Linked DNA regions of Zea mays: region 1 is linked to region 2. The links are chromatin contacts, called in public Hi-C maps. All regions are on one chromosome and are shown on one strand. Each heading gives the region's core, a stretch centred on a gene start, on an enhancer-like site or on the middle of the called end of the contact. The rest is flanking DNA. Distances are from core to core; before and after follow the strand shown. Region 1 holds the start of TRNAM-CAU (transfer RNA methionine (anticodon CAU)). Region 2 holds the start of LOC100194368 (nonsense-mediated mRNA decay NMD3 family protein).

Region 1 (7,305 bases), core at 3,792-6,291, 290 kb after region 2:
AGCTTACATTTAACAAGTATAATTGATATTCAAACATTAGATGTGACACGAACTAAATTTTAGTCAGGGAAAACAAACATCAGGGACTAAAGCAATTTAGTCCCACCGTTTGGTTATTTACAGACTAAATGAGACTAAAATGAATGGACAATCTTTAGTTATTAAAACCAAATGGGGCCTAAGAGTTCATATAACTTTTGATTTTGTGTATCCATAATTCCATGTATGAATTTATAGACGAGATTTATACCTATTACCTAAAAAGACACTCTCTCCGTGTTTTTATTTATCACTGTTTAGTCAAAAATGAAATAACGAGCGATAAATATTGGAGAACGGACGTAGTATATACCACTGCGTTGCATCAATTATGATTTTGTGGACTAAACCTCAGTACTCGGACGTAGATACGTGAGCTCCACAAGGACTTCGGTTTAGACGCGGACATAGATCAGGTCTTCGTATTGAAATTGGATAGGATAGAGACTTATGGTATGTGACAAGGATCAGGATTTAATATTACCGGAGAGATGATTTTTTTTGAAAAACGCAGGAGAACTGCGCCTCAATATATTAAGAAGATGAGAAAAGTCCAGAAGAAAAAAAAGACTTTACCATATTTTTAGTTGCAGAGAGAGAGAAAAAAACTTGTCTCCCTACCCTCGTATGCAACTAGAAAAAAAAGTATTTTCTGCTGAGAAGCCGTAGGTTCATAACCTCACACAAGCAAAGCAAGTCAATGATACAACAAATAAGCAACAGAGGCTGTATACACGGTCGAAAAAAAAAGTACCAAAAATCGAAGCTGGCACAGCAGACCTACCAGTCTTTTGGCCCAGCTAGCTAGCTGCGCCTTTCTCGGCCCAGCAAAGCACCACGTTTTTGTTTTCCTTTAGTCCCACCTCGGCGCCGCTGGCAATCAAGGACGAGCTAGCCACCTATATAAGAAAGCCAGTGGAAGGTCGATGGGTGATCAAGAAGACCTATGGCCTAGACAAGTGGCTCACATTACACTTGGTGAGTGCGCTGGTCTACCATCTTTCTAAGTGGGAGAGTGGACGTCATAATTTGTGGTAGAGGGGTACGCGTTCATGCGGCCCCTACCAATTCTATGGAAGACTTTTAGGGCTCTAGTTTGTTAGCTAGGTTCCACACGTAATTGTAATGATACTCAGATTCTCTTCACAGACAGATTTTCAGAAAATCTGGTCAGAAAAAAACTGAACCAAACAGGCCCATAGCGTTTCCCCTCCCCTGAACGAGAAGCTTGGCTCCAGCGTTCGCGCTAGCTGTTGGCTCAGTTCTAGCCTTCCGTGCTCAGCAGCCTAATCGGTTTGGCCGTACGGTTTTGGGCGTCGGCAAGCCGTCTGTGCGGCTGTTCCCCCGCCTCACATCACATGTGAACAGCAGACTGCATAGGCTTTACTGCTTCTGCTTTTGAAGGTTGCCATGTGCTATGCTATCTGGTTTAGTTCTTGTGTCATCTCAAGGGTTGGCTGAAGGACAGGGTGTCACGGCTTCAGTCGAGGAGCACCACCACGACAACAACGAGAAGAAAATGTTTATCCATGTAACCGAAGATAGCTGTCAACAAACCAATCCATCTACTGTAGCACAGGAATCATGATCTCTAATGGCGACAAGATTTTTTTATATTGCTAGGATTCAAGTGTCTGTTTCATTTGCAAAAAAAAATCTAGAAGGTGAAGTTGCCGCGCCAGCCCGCCTGAGTTTGCAGTGGCAGTGCACAGCGTGCGTCTGTCCTGCAACGTCAGCTGCCGTTGAATTCGTGATGCTGATTCCATTGCAGTGGGGTCTCACTCAGAACCTGCTGCGAATCTGTGTTCCCTTTGTCGTTGTCATGGTGTATACACAACTTTAACTGTACTAAGTTAACAAATACAGCAAAGGGGTGGTGGCGCAGTTGGCTAGCGCGTAGGTCTCATAGCTATCTGATGAGTGATCCTGAGGTCGAGAGTTCGAGCCTCTCTCACCCCAAGTTTTTTGTTTTTTTTGCTGCTCGCTGACTTGATGTGATTTGATTATGAGTAGATGTTGGGACTTCACAAAAAGATATATATTCTGATTAGTTGTGCTCGCCTCGACGACATGATGATATCTTGTCCAGCTGAGCTGATGCGCGTAGCAGAGGAGTCTTTTCTTGCTTCGGTTATTATTTGGGCAAGTTGAAGAGGGGGGCGGGGGCGTCATTGTTCGGAAGACAGCGCCATGTGACGTGAGCGTGCAACTGCCTCCTGGCCTTCTCTCGTCACCTCCAACGCGGCAACGCCACGGCTCCCACAAGAACACGGCACTAGAGATCTCGCCTTTTACGATGAGAGCATATACATGTCCAAACCGGGCGGGTCCGATATGTAGCCCATGGCCCGGCACGCCTTGGCACGGCCCAGGCCCGGCCCAGCATGCAGGCCGCCGTGCCCGTGCCGACCCGGCCCGGTGCGCGTGCCGTGCTTGGGCAGGCGGCCTGGCACGCGGTGCTGGCACGGGCCCAGCCCGGTTAAGGCGATGGCACGGCACTGGCCCGGGTAAAAAACGCGTCCGTCCCCCCGACTCCCCGCGGACACGCGGTCGCATTCTTCAAATTTCAGAACCTGCTGCCTGCTCTGCTCCTTTCTCCTCTCTCGCGTCGCGGGCGACTCGGCTTGAAGATTTAGGGTTAGCGCTTGCTGGGGGTCGGCGCCGGTGGAGAACTCCGGTCTCCGGCCGACGACCGACGGCCCGGCGCTAATCTTCCTCTTCCTCTCTCGGTCCGTCCTATCCTCTTCCTTTCTCGCTCCGCTTGTTCGGTGCACCCGAACCCTAACCCTAAACGGCTAAACCTCGATCTGCGCCAAGCTCGCTCCTCTACCTCTGTCGCATGCCTCGTCGTTGGTGGATCCGGTGCTCCGGTGTTGCAGGTAACCCTAAATCTCGTTCTCTCGGTCCTTTCTTCCTTTCTTGCTCCGTCGCCGTGAGTCGTTTGTGTGTGTGTCGTCTTCCTTTCTCGGTCTCTAGGTGTCGTTTTCCTTTCTCGTTCTCTCGATCCGCCGCCGTGTGAGCCGTCTTCTTTCTCGTTCTCTCGCTCCGCCGCTGTGAGCACGTAACCCTAACCATAAGCTTGATTTGTTCAGGTGTGCGCCTTGTGTGTGCGCCGCGCACCGTGAGGAGCCGGAGAAGCCGACTAAGGCGGTGGCCATGTTCATGGACTCGGCTGACGATGAGCTCAATATCGATGCCGTGGTCGAGGAGCGGCGGCTTGAAGCACATAATGAGGCAGAGGATGCTCGGTGCCTCCTCCTTGGTCCCGCTACCATCGATCTGGACGCCGCCGGGACCCAACCGACCCGAACATACACGGGCTCCACAAGCCCAACGGCCGACGCGAGCACCTCTGTCCCTATGCGTGATAAACCTGTCTTTTCTGGTTATATTGGCCATTTGATACCTGCACCTAGTAGGAATGAGAGTGATTTGAGTACTATCTTTTTGCATCAGCGTTGCGCTTGCCATATTATTAATCTGATTGTTAAAAGTTGTTTGAAACGTTTGCAACCATATCTTGAAGACTTTAGGACAACTATAACATTTTTAAACTCTTCAAATCAAAGAATTGCTTCTTATAAACAGTACTGCATGAGTGTTGGTGTTAGACCACGTAAATTTGGAATAGATATGGATGTTAGGTGGAATTCAACATTCCTGATGCTTAAACATTTAGTTCCTTATCATAGCACTTTTTTGGTGCTATGAAAATTACAGTAATACTGGTACATCTACTGGTTTATTTGAGTTAACTTCTTACCTTGATAGTGACACTGAAACTAAATTTGGGCCTGATTTCAACATTCTTATGTGGTGGCAACGCCACAATCAAACTTACCCTATTCTTTCTATACTAGCTAAAGATGTTATGACTGTCCGTGTTTCTACAATATCTTCAGAATCTACTTTCAGTCTAGCTAGCAGGGTGCTCGAGGAGCGGCGACGACGGTTGACGATAGACATGGTGGAAATGCTCTCATGTATCAAGGATTGGGAGTTGGCTGACCAGCACAAGCAACATACTGTGGAGAAGGAAACCAAAAAACTTGAAGCAACCTTTGAAGATATGTACCTAGATGATGAGCAACGAGTATCACCAGGGAACAAAAGAAAGGAACATGAAGGAGGAGGAGATGCGAGAAAGGAAGCAGCACCAAAGAGTTCCAAAAGCAAACAACCTTAAACTCATTCTCTCTTTCTTGGCCTACCTATTTATGTTCTCTTATTGTAATATGCTCATATGGACTGTGGACTGAACTATGAACCTATAAATAATTTAAGGAGCTGGCTGTACTCTTTTCCTTCCTAGGGTTTTCTCACGAGGTGTGAGTTTTTACCTAGGAAGGTTTTTAATAAGGCAGCATTGTACTAAGGCTCCACAAGTATTTCTGTTAAATTTGATGTATTCTGTGTACATGTATGGTTTAATGTGATATTTTATGTGCATTTCTATTAAATCTGTTATATTATGTATATTTGGTTACTGGGCCCAAGCCTAGCCCGACACTAACGGGCTAAACATGCCCCCGGCCCGGCCCGACCCGTTTAACCTTGGGCGTGCCGTGCCTGGGCAGCACAAATGGCCCACGTGCCAGCCCGGCCCGGCCCGTATAACTGGCGTGCCGTGCCTGGGCACGACTGAGTCGGGCCGTGCCCAGTCGTACCCGTGCCGGGCTGGCCCAGCACGTCCATTTGGACATGTATATGAGAGCACTGAGCACAGTTGCTAGCCAATTTGAGCGCACAAACTTTTATGTTCGTCGATCGTTGCCGGTCCAGGGACCACCGCTATTTTTTCTCCTTCTCTTTCGGTGAACACGTAGACTCGGAGTGAAGTGATCCATGATGCATGTATTTTCCACCACCTTTTTTGCTTTTTAATTTTAGCTGTGGCTGCAACACAAAGCAGCTGGAGGAATCTAAACCAGTGGGTGACCGGGTTGAAGAATCGGAAAGAAAGAAATAAAGGAAGGAAGTGCATGCGAAGACACCGCTGGTTGCTCGCAAGTGTCTCGACTCTCGACCATTCGCTCTTCCCGCGCCTTCGCTGTCTGAACTGAACCTTCCTTTGCTTTACATTAAAAAATCGCAAGATATGGCTTCTAGAAGGGGAATGGGCGCGGTGGTCTTCGGAACAGACGGATTATTTTACAGGAAACTGTTTGATTTTATTCGCCACGGATTGGAAAGAAAAAAAAGAAAGGGAGGAGATACTGCCATCGGAAGTGGTATTTTTATAAGCAGAAGAAACACTTTGAAGCGTAATTACTCCTCTTTTCAGTACAGGTAAAGCCCTATCCGGCAGCAGGTCTATGAGCATGCCAAGCTGGAGCGAAGTACAGAGAAAATGCATACAAGATGAGTAAAAATACACTCGAATCACATCACGCTGATCCATATATATATGTACTGCCATACTGGTTGCGAACCGACTATCGGATTCCCAACCCATACTAGGTATCAGGGGCTAAAGACCCTAATCTTTAGTCCCGGTTGTAATGCTCGGTGCTAAAGGATCCGTCTTTAATATAAATTCTAGGCTTGAATCTAGGGACAAAGCTAGCTTAAAACCTACCCTGGTGCACACTATCAAACACAAAGTAAAACATAGTTTAAAAAGAAATACATAACAGATTTTTTGGAAAGCGAGGTTCGGGAGACTATCTTTTCAATGAACCACAATAAGGCTCCGGGCCCTGATGGGTTTCCGGTTGAATCCTATCAACAGTTCTAGGAAACTGTCAATGATGATTTAATGCAAATGTTTACGGATTTAGCCAAGGGATATCTCCCCCTGTTTAGCCTCAATTTTGGAAAAATTAGCCTCATTCCTAAGGTTCAGGTGGCAAATGTTATTCAACAGTATAGGCCAATCTGTCTTCAGAATGTGAGCTATAAAATCTTCACCAAGGTGGCCACCAACAAGTTAGGATCAGTGGCATATAAGGTTGTTAGCTCGACCTAGTCTGCCTTTATTAAAGGTCGTAATATTTTGGAAGGGGTGGTAATCCTGCACGAAACATCACATGAACTCCATCGGAAAAAACATAATGGAGTAATTTTAAAGCTAGACTTTGAGAAGGCTTATGATAAGGTGTGGTGGCCTTTTCTTTTCCAGGCACTCCGTTTGAAGGGTTTCTCGCCCAAATGGATATCTTGGATTAAAACCTTCATCTCGGGTGGAAGTGTAGCGATGGATGTCAATGATGATGTTGGACACTACTTCCAAACAAAAAAGGGCTCAGACAGGAGACCCTTTGTCCCCTATATTATTCAATATAATGGTGGATTTGCTAAAAGTTCTCATCAGTAGGGCTAAACTGGATGAACAGTTCGAGGGACTAATTCCGCACCTTGTGGATGGCAGACTCTCAATACTCCAGTATGTAGATGACACTATACTCTTTATGGACCATGACATAGACAAAGCGTGCAATATGAAGCTGCTTCTATTTGCATTTGAACAAGCTTCAGGTCTAAAAATCAATTTCCACAAGAGTGAGGTTTTCTTTGTTTCGGGGCTGCCTAAGAGAAATTATAACACTATATAGAACTCTTTGGATGTAAGCCAGAGAAACTCTCCATCAGCTACCTTTGTATTCCAATCCATTTCAGAAAATTAAGAATTAGGGATTAGGCTAAAGTTGAAGAGCGCTTTGAAAAGAGCCTTAGCAGCTGGAAAGGGAAACACCTGTCTATCGGAGGACGCTTGACCTTGATTAGTTCAGTACTCAGCAGCTTACCGATGTATATGATGTCCTTCTTCCACCTTCCTAAAGGAGTCCTTAGGAAGCTCAACTATTTCCACTCAAGATTCTTTTGGCAGGGGAATGATAACAAAAGGAAATATAGACTTGTCAAATGGGATATTCTGTGTCAAACTAAGGATCAAGGGGCCTTGGAATCCTAGAGTTGAATACGACGAATACTGCCCTCCTTAGTAAATGGATATACAAACTACTCACCGCTGATGGAATATGGCAACAACTTCTCCGCAATAAATATGTAGGCTCAAAACCTTTGTCTCAGGTTGAGTGGAAACTTGGGGATTCCCACTTCTGGTGTGGCTTAATGAAAGTAAAGCCAACTTTTTTTTGCTATGGATCCTTTCTCCTAAAAGATGGATCACAGGTAAGGTTCTGCGAGGATACATGGCTCGATGGGTCCTCTTTAAGAGACCAATATCCAAGCCTGTATAACATTGTGAGACATAAATCCATAACTATAGCAAAAGTAATGAGTGTATTCCCTCCTACCTTTTCC
Region 2 (7,051 bases), core at 66-2,565:
GGTGCGCCCGTCGATAGAAAGCTGCTACTTTCTGTCCAACAACTATAATTATGGTGGGGGCTATAAATACAACCCCAACCACCTCTATCCAGGACACCCAAGCATTCAATACATCCACATTCAATACAAGAGCAAGAAATTCATTCCAAGACACATTCAGAGCTCCAAATCTCCTCAAGTGCCACAATTAAGACAAGTGATTAGTGACTTGAGAGAGTGTGATTCGTGTTTCATTTTTTGCTCTTGTTTCTTGACTTTTTAATCGTGTTTTCTTCATCTCCTTCTAAACTCTCTAAGTGACTTGTAAAGCTAGCAAGAGACACCTAAGTGTGTGGTGATCCTTGTGGGGTCTTTGTGATCCTTGAGATTAAGAAGAAGCACTCAATCGGTCTAGGTGATCGATTGAGAGAGGGAAAGGGTTGAAAAATACCCGACCTTCGTGGCCTCCTCAACGGGGAGTAGGTTCATTGCAACCGAACCTCGGAAAACAAATTATCGTATTCATTTGTGTTGATCATCAACTTGTGATTTGATTCTCCCTCTCCCGTCTCCCTCTCTAAAAGTTCTCTTGCTCACAATCCTTTGAGTTAGCTCCTCAAGTTATCCGCATTGATTGAGCAACTCATAGCAAGAAAAATTCTCTTCCATACTCTGTATTCATTATTATTTGTTTCTAATCCTAACTCCAGGTGAAGTTCGTGTTCAAAGCTTATAATTTATAGGTTTCGCCTATTCACCCCCTCTAGGTGACTTTCAAAAACACATATTAATTATAATAATCTAGCAATGTCATTAACCATGGAAATCTAAATAGGGCCTAGATGTTTTCACCGTGTGCAATCATCGTACGATCAAACTATCAAAAGTCATACAAAAATATAAAAAGTATACCTATATTTTATTATTTATTCTATCAATATATCAAGTTTTAATTTACCATATGCTAAGATATGTAAAAAAGATAAAATTCATAGTTTTTAATCATCTGTATTTGGCAATTTTTTAGATCTCTTGATGTATAATAAATTATAACTTAAAATTTGATATATTGATAGAGTAAATAATAAAATACATATATAATATTTTAATTTATTTTTAATATTTTATTTTAACGATGATTACATAGCAAACTTAATTTCACAACATTTTTTGTCAGTTAATTTAAAATTGGTTTATTTGTTAGCAGATCTGTTCTATTCCACTTCCACCGCTGTGGTGACTACAAAGAGGAGGGTAGCATAGCATAGACTTCACGGCCCATGAGCCGACATGGTCTAAAAGCCCATATAGGATCAGGATTCAGGAGGCCTCGCAATCCTTAACCGTCCCACGCGACCGTGGACTCCGTCATCGCATTCGTCACCACCTCTGCCGCCTCGCGGCCGCCGCATTCATCCCCTGCGATTACAAAACCCTACGATAGTTCTCCACCAATTCCTCTAATCCCTGGTCGCTAGGTAGTTCCTGCGCCTCCATCCCGATCCCCTGTCTGATCCAATCGTAATCAGGATGCTGCCAGGATCAGAGCCGGCGGCCGGCGGCACCGGTATGTTCGTGCCGGCGGCGACGGCGGGCACGGTGCTCTGCTGCATGTGTGGTGTGTCCATGCAGCCCAACCCGGCCAACATGTGCGCGCGCTGCCTGCGCGCTCGCGTCGACATCACCGAAGGCGTCCCGCGCCACGCCGCCGTGGTCTACTGCCCCGACTGTTCCTCCTACCTCCAGCCGCCGCGGTCCTGGCTCCGCGCCACACCCGAGTCGCCCGAGCTCATGCAGATCCTGCTCCGCCGAGTCAACCGCCCACTCGCGCGGCTACGCGTCTCCCTCTCCGGCGCCGAGTTCGTCTTCTCCGAGCCCCACTCTAAGCGCCTCCGCCTCAACCTCCGCCTCCGCCGCGAGGTGCTCCACGGCATCGTCCTCGAGCAGACGCACCCCGTCGAGTTCGTCGTCCACGACCGACTCTGCGACTCCTGCTCCCGCGCGCAGGCCAACCCCGATCAGTGGGTCGCCGTCGTCCAGCTCCGCCAGCACGTGCCCCACCGCCGCACCTTCCTCTACCTCGAGCAGCTCCTCCTAAAACACGGCCAGGCTTCCCTAGCGATCCGAGTCGCGGCGGCCCCCGGCGGCCTCGACTTCTTCTTCGGCTCGCGTTCCCATGCCGCCCGCCTGGTCGACTTCCTTGCCACCGTCGCTCCTATCCAAACTCAGACAGCGAAGCAGCTCGTCTCGCACGACACCAAGAGCAGCGTCTACAACTACAAGTACACCTTTTCGGTCGATATCTGCCCTATCTGCCGTGAGGACCTCATCGCGCTCAGTCCCCAGGCGTCCCGGGACATGGGTGGCCTTGGCCCGCTCGTGCTCTGTGTCAAGGTCACAAATGCCATTGCTCTTCTTGATCCCCTCACGCTGCGAGTGCACCACCTGGAGGAGAAAAAATACAGGGTCTATAATTTCAAGGCAACTCTCACCAGCAAGCAGCTTGTGGAGTACATTGTGCTCGACATAGAACAAGAATCGCCTGAAATTTCTATTGATGGGTCTCGATACCAATTGGCTTATGCTCAGGTTGCCCGGGTGTCAGATTTCGGGAAGAATGACACCATCTTTACTGTGAGGACGCATCTTGGGCACCTGCTGAACCCTGGTGATCATGCCCTTGGGTATGATCTCTATGGTGCCAACCTAAATGATGATGACATGAACACAGCTATGACTCGGTACAGCTTACCTGAGGCGGTTCTTGTCAAGAAGAGCTACGAGAAGAGGCCTCGCACACGGCGATGGAAGCTTAAGAGGTTGCCGGTGGAGGAAGATGCTGCAAATAAGGCCAAGGGTGAGGAAGAGAAGACGCTAGATGAGTACGAGGCTTTCCTCAGGGATTTGGAGCTGGACCCAGGGATGCGGTTCGGGGTGAATCTGTACAAGAATGAGGACTATAGGTCTGAGATGGCATCAACAGTTGGTGATGATATCCCTACGGTGCCAATCGAGGAGCTGATTGAGGACTTGACCCTTGGTGACAATGAGGATGATGAAGGGGAAGAAGCTGTGGAAGGCAACACTCATGCTGGAATGGTGGAATGAGCCTCATGCTGGAATGGTAGAATGATCATATATGTTTTTTTTCGTTGTTACTGGTACAAGTTAGAATTTTGGTGGTACTGCTTAAGTTTATAATTCTGCTGTTTCTCCAAATCAACTTTATTTCAACCCTTATCATGCATTGGAGGTGTTACAATCATGCCCGACTTTACATTGAGATTTTTGTATATATAAAAAACTTTACATGTCCATAATAAGTTAGTCTGATCTAGTTTCTGTGTCTTAATATAGATTGAGAGCTACAGGGAGAAGCATGGCCAGAAAAAGCTCAATGCGTTGTTTGGCCTCTAGTTTCAGTTTATTCTAGGTTTGTAAGCTATGTTTCCACTGGGATCGACAGCACCGAATTGTTGGTAGGAACCGTGTTTTTTGTCAGTTTTACTCTATTGGTAGCCAAATTTTCAGTTTCATTTTTTTTTGTGATAGGCATGGTGATTGCTTTCAAGTAATTATATCGATTCTTATGTGTGTTCTTCTAATTCAGTGGTTACTCTCTAGTTGAACAAATTTAAGTCATGTAGTAATTAAGCTTTTAGCTGTATTTATTTTCAGATCATCAATTAGCTGCTTAGCGCCTGTTTCCCCAACTGCTCAATATTCTGCATACCTCCCGCAAATAGCCGTATGTATCAAGTACGGGCACCCAAACTAGTCATTCTGGTCGTTCCTTTCATCTTGGCAGTCCAAAAAAGAACCCCAAAATCCTTCGAAATTGCACCAACTGCATCTTCAACCGGCTCTTTTATCTTACCCAGGTCATGTAGATATCGATCGTGTTAGACTATGTGTGGGCGCCGGCACCACTGTTGCGCTGCCGGCCCATTAGGGTTAGGGCTGAATCTATATATTGTACCCATTCTATATGCAATACAACAGTTCACTATTTCTACATGGTATCAGACAAGGTTAGGGTTTCTTCTTCCTCCCACTCACAGCCGCCACCCACCCCTCACCCGCCCCCAGCCCTACCCCAGCCCTAGCACCAGCCACCGCCCCTCGGGAGGCTCATCCTTCCCTCCCGGGGTGGCCTCCCTCCTCCCAGTCGCCGCAGCAGAGCCCCTAGCGGCCAAGACGACGGTGGCCAAGAGCACCGACAAGGATAGGAAGAAGGCGGCCCTCGTGTCACTCTCCTCCCGCCCCGCCGACCACGCCGCGCTGCTCTCAAAGCGCCGCCGCGCCGGTGTCCCCGACCATGCCTCCTCCGGCGCCCGCGCCCGAGCCCCCCCACCAGTCGTCGCGCCCGGCACCATGGCCGACGCGGATGCCTGTGAGCCGGTGCTGGCCTTCTCCTTCCCGTTCGCCCTTCCTCCGTCTCTCCATCCGTCGCCCTAGGCCTCCCTGCGCGCTGCCGCGCAGGGCCTCTGCCTCTCATCGTCGGCGTCCAGGGCGCGGGCGCGGGCGCAGCCGCCACAGTCGTGGGATCCACACGCCGCCGCGCTAGGCCTCTGCCCTCCCCGCGACTGCTGCCTTCCTCCCCATCGGCGCTACCCCACCGGATCAGGCACCGGCGGCCCCTCGCCTGCATGCGCGGCCGTCAGCGGAACAGCGGCGGCGGCGGCCGTGCTAACCTGCCTGCGGCCCTCGTCCGCCCTCCAGCGCCGCAGCGCTCCACCGCCGAGGCAGGCCGAGCTCTTCCCCGCCACAAGCCCCTCCCCTCTACTCCTGAGCACGCCCGATGGCCCCTCCTCGGCGTCTACGCCCCCCCACGCGCAGCGCCCCCCTGCTTTCCTGCGCGCCGCCGCCACGCGCAGCGCCCCCCAGCCTTCCTACGCATCCTGCGCGCCGCTGCCCCCCACGCGCAGTGCCCCCGGCCTTCCTGTGCGCCCTGCGCGCGCCGTCCTCCTCATCGCGCTGCCAGCTAACTGATCGCGCTGACACCAAGTAGCGCCAACCTTTCGAGCTTCTCCCGTCGTCGGCGCCGTCACCATCCCTTGCCTGGTCCGGCGCAGGCCCCTGCCCGGCTGGACCCGCCCCGCCGCCCACCCCTTCATCGCCTTCGTTGGATCCGTCGCTGTCGCGGCCTTCCCGGCCGGATCCACGTTGCTGCGACCTTTCGGCTCGATTCGCCGTCTCTTTGGCTGGATCACGTCTTCCCGGTTGGATCCGTCGCTGCCGTGGCCTTCCCGGCTGGATCTGTCGTTTCCCCTTCTATTCTGTCGCGGGCGCGGACACCATGACCGGCGCAGACGCGTGCACTGTTGTCGGCCTCCCTGGCGGGGCTCCTTGACGTCCGGATGATCGAAGAAGCATGAAGGTCGGCCTGACGGTGCCCTTTTGTTGTGTCGCCCTGCCGATCGTTGACGCTCGAACGTCGACCCCTCCCGAAGAATAGGCTTCTGCTGCGTGTCTCCCGACCGCGACCACCTCGACTTCGGCTATCTCGGCGTCTAGGGGTTATCGTCTTCTTGGAGCACACACCGGTCTCTACTCCAGCCGCAACATTCGCACCATCACGACGCTGCGACTGCGGGGGGATTTCAGCCCGTCGGCTCCTACCTTCGGCCTCTACTCCAGTCTCATCGTGTGTAGTGCCCCCGTTGCGACTGCGGGGGATGTTAGACTGTGTGTGGGTCAGGGCTGCCGGCCCATTAAAATTAGGGTTGAGTCTATATATTGTACTCATTCTCTATACAATACAACATTTCACTCCTACAGCTCGCCATCCCGCAGCTTGGTTTTTGCGCTTCGTCTGAATCTTAGCCGCCTGAATCTGGCGTCCGGCGTTCGTGAAACCAGGAAAATACCAATGGCGTGCTCCCCCGGCGCTCAGTGCTTACAAGTCTTTTGCTAGTGCATTATGAGACCCCGTTGCTTATTCGGTTCATTCACGTCCATGGCGACAAGAAGGGCTTGATTTTGGTGTGATAGAACAGTCAATTCGTGATGGGTTACGGTGGGCAAAGCTTCAAGTTTGATCTGCATATGGTCAAGTACTCTGAATGCCCAATTTGCTCGCTTGCAATGGCACGGTCGACAAACTCGTTTACACCGAGGTTCCTGTTTGAGAACTACACATTGACAGTGAATGAATACTTGGTCTCCGAGCGGTTGAGCTCACAAACAGTAAGTGACTAACTACACCTGTGTAATGGTCGACATGTGCTTACAATGACTAGAAATCTTGAGCGGCCAATCATTGGCTCACTTCCGCCGAGCATGTGCACGCATCTGTCATGGAGCCCTGAGCATCACGCCACGGTTGTTGATTACACTTGGAGCACTGGACATACACTATCTTTTGTGCAGAAAGATGTAGTTCGTAGCAGTGCCAGATTCAGGGATGAACTAAACGGAGGCTCATTTTATAGTGATAGTGGTGGAGACAACACAAGCTACTGCAGGGCTTATTTTTCTCTCTTCTTTTGGGGATGCAATTGTCTGACTAATTGTGATTAGTCGGACTAACCAGTAACTTATATTTGACTAAGCCCACCGAAGTGATTAATTCCACCAGAATCCTGATTTGACGATTAATAATCCGATTTGGTGTAAAATGACCAGATTAGATTTATGTCCTTAGATGAGCTTTTGGAGATGCGGTTGTAGACTTGTGGGCTGCCATTTGGTGTTGCATCTATGGGCTGCAATTGTGGCTAGGGCTGGGCAAAAAACCCGTAACCCGAAACCCGAACCCGGAATACCCGAACCCGAAACCGAAATACCCGAAACCCGAATTTTGTTTGGGAATTTCGGGTAGCAACTTGCAAAACCCGAAATTATTTCGGGTAATTCGGGTATCACAATCGGGTACCCGAAATACCCGAATTACCCGAACTTTCATGTGTCATGTACTCATGTCATGCTTAATTATTAATTTGTACATCTATAATTTTGTGTAAGTGTGCATAACTTGTAATTATAGATTGCTTGTGTTTTATATGTCCATGTATATCATTATTCAAAGTATATTTTTATACTTAATAGGGTGTATGTGTTTTTATGAAGC

What was found. Hi-C and Micro-C count contacts between places; a contact is called where the count stands out from the background.
Region 1: a contact with region 2 is called in a Hi-C map of bundle sheath, with 3 times the contacts expected there. The contact joins the enhancer-like site here to the promoter of LOC100194368 in region 2. A contact is called at or near these places in 2 of 25 Hi-C or Micro-C datasets (bundle sheath and leaf).

What each region holds. Positions count from the first base shown.
Region 1 is chr1:100,843,115-100,850,419 of Zm-B73-REFERENCE-NAM-5.0, forward strand. TRNAM-CAU (transfer RNA methionine (anticodon CAU)) reads left to right here and starts at 1,910; the gene lies at 1,910-1,998. It overlaps LOC111590650 (U1 spliceosomal RNA), which reads left to right and starts at 949; the gene lies at 949-1,104. Within about 2 kb of position 5,042, at least 5 of the 20 cell types and tissues checked have an H3K27ac peak or open chromatin away from gene starts, as enhancers often do. A contact at or near this core is called in bundle sheath and leaf, where this site is marked.
Region 2 is chr1:100,560,375-100,567,425 of Zm-B73-REFERENCE-NAM-5.0, forward strand. LOC100194368 (nonsense-mediated mRNA decay NMD3 family protein) reads left to right here and starts at 1,316. Exons shown (of 2, transcript NM_001374348.1): 1 at 1,316-3,103; 2 at 3,337-3,582. The coding sequence starts at 1,510. The coding sequence ends at 3,087.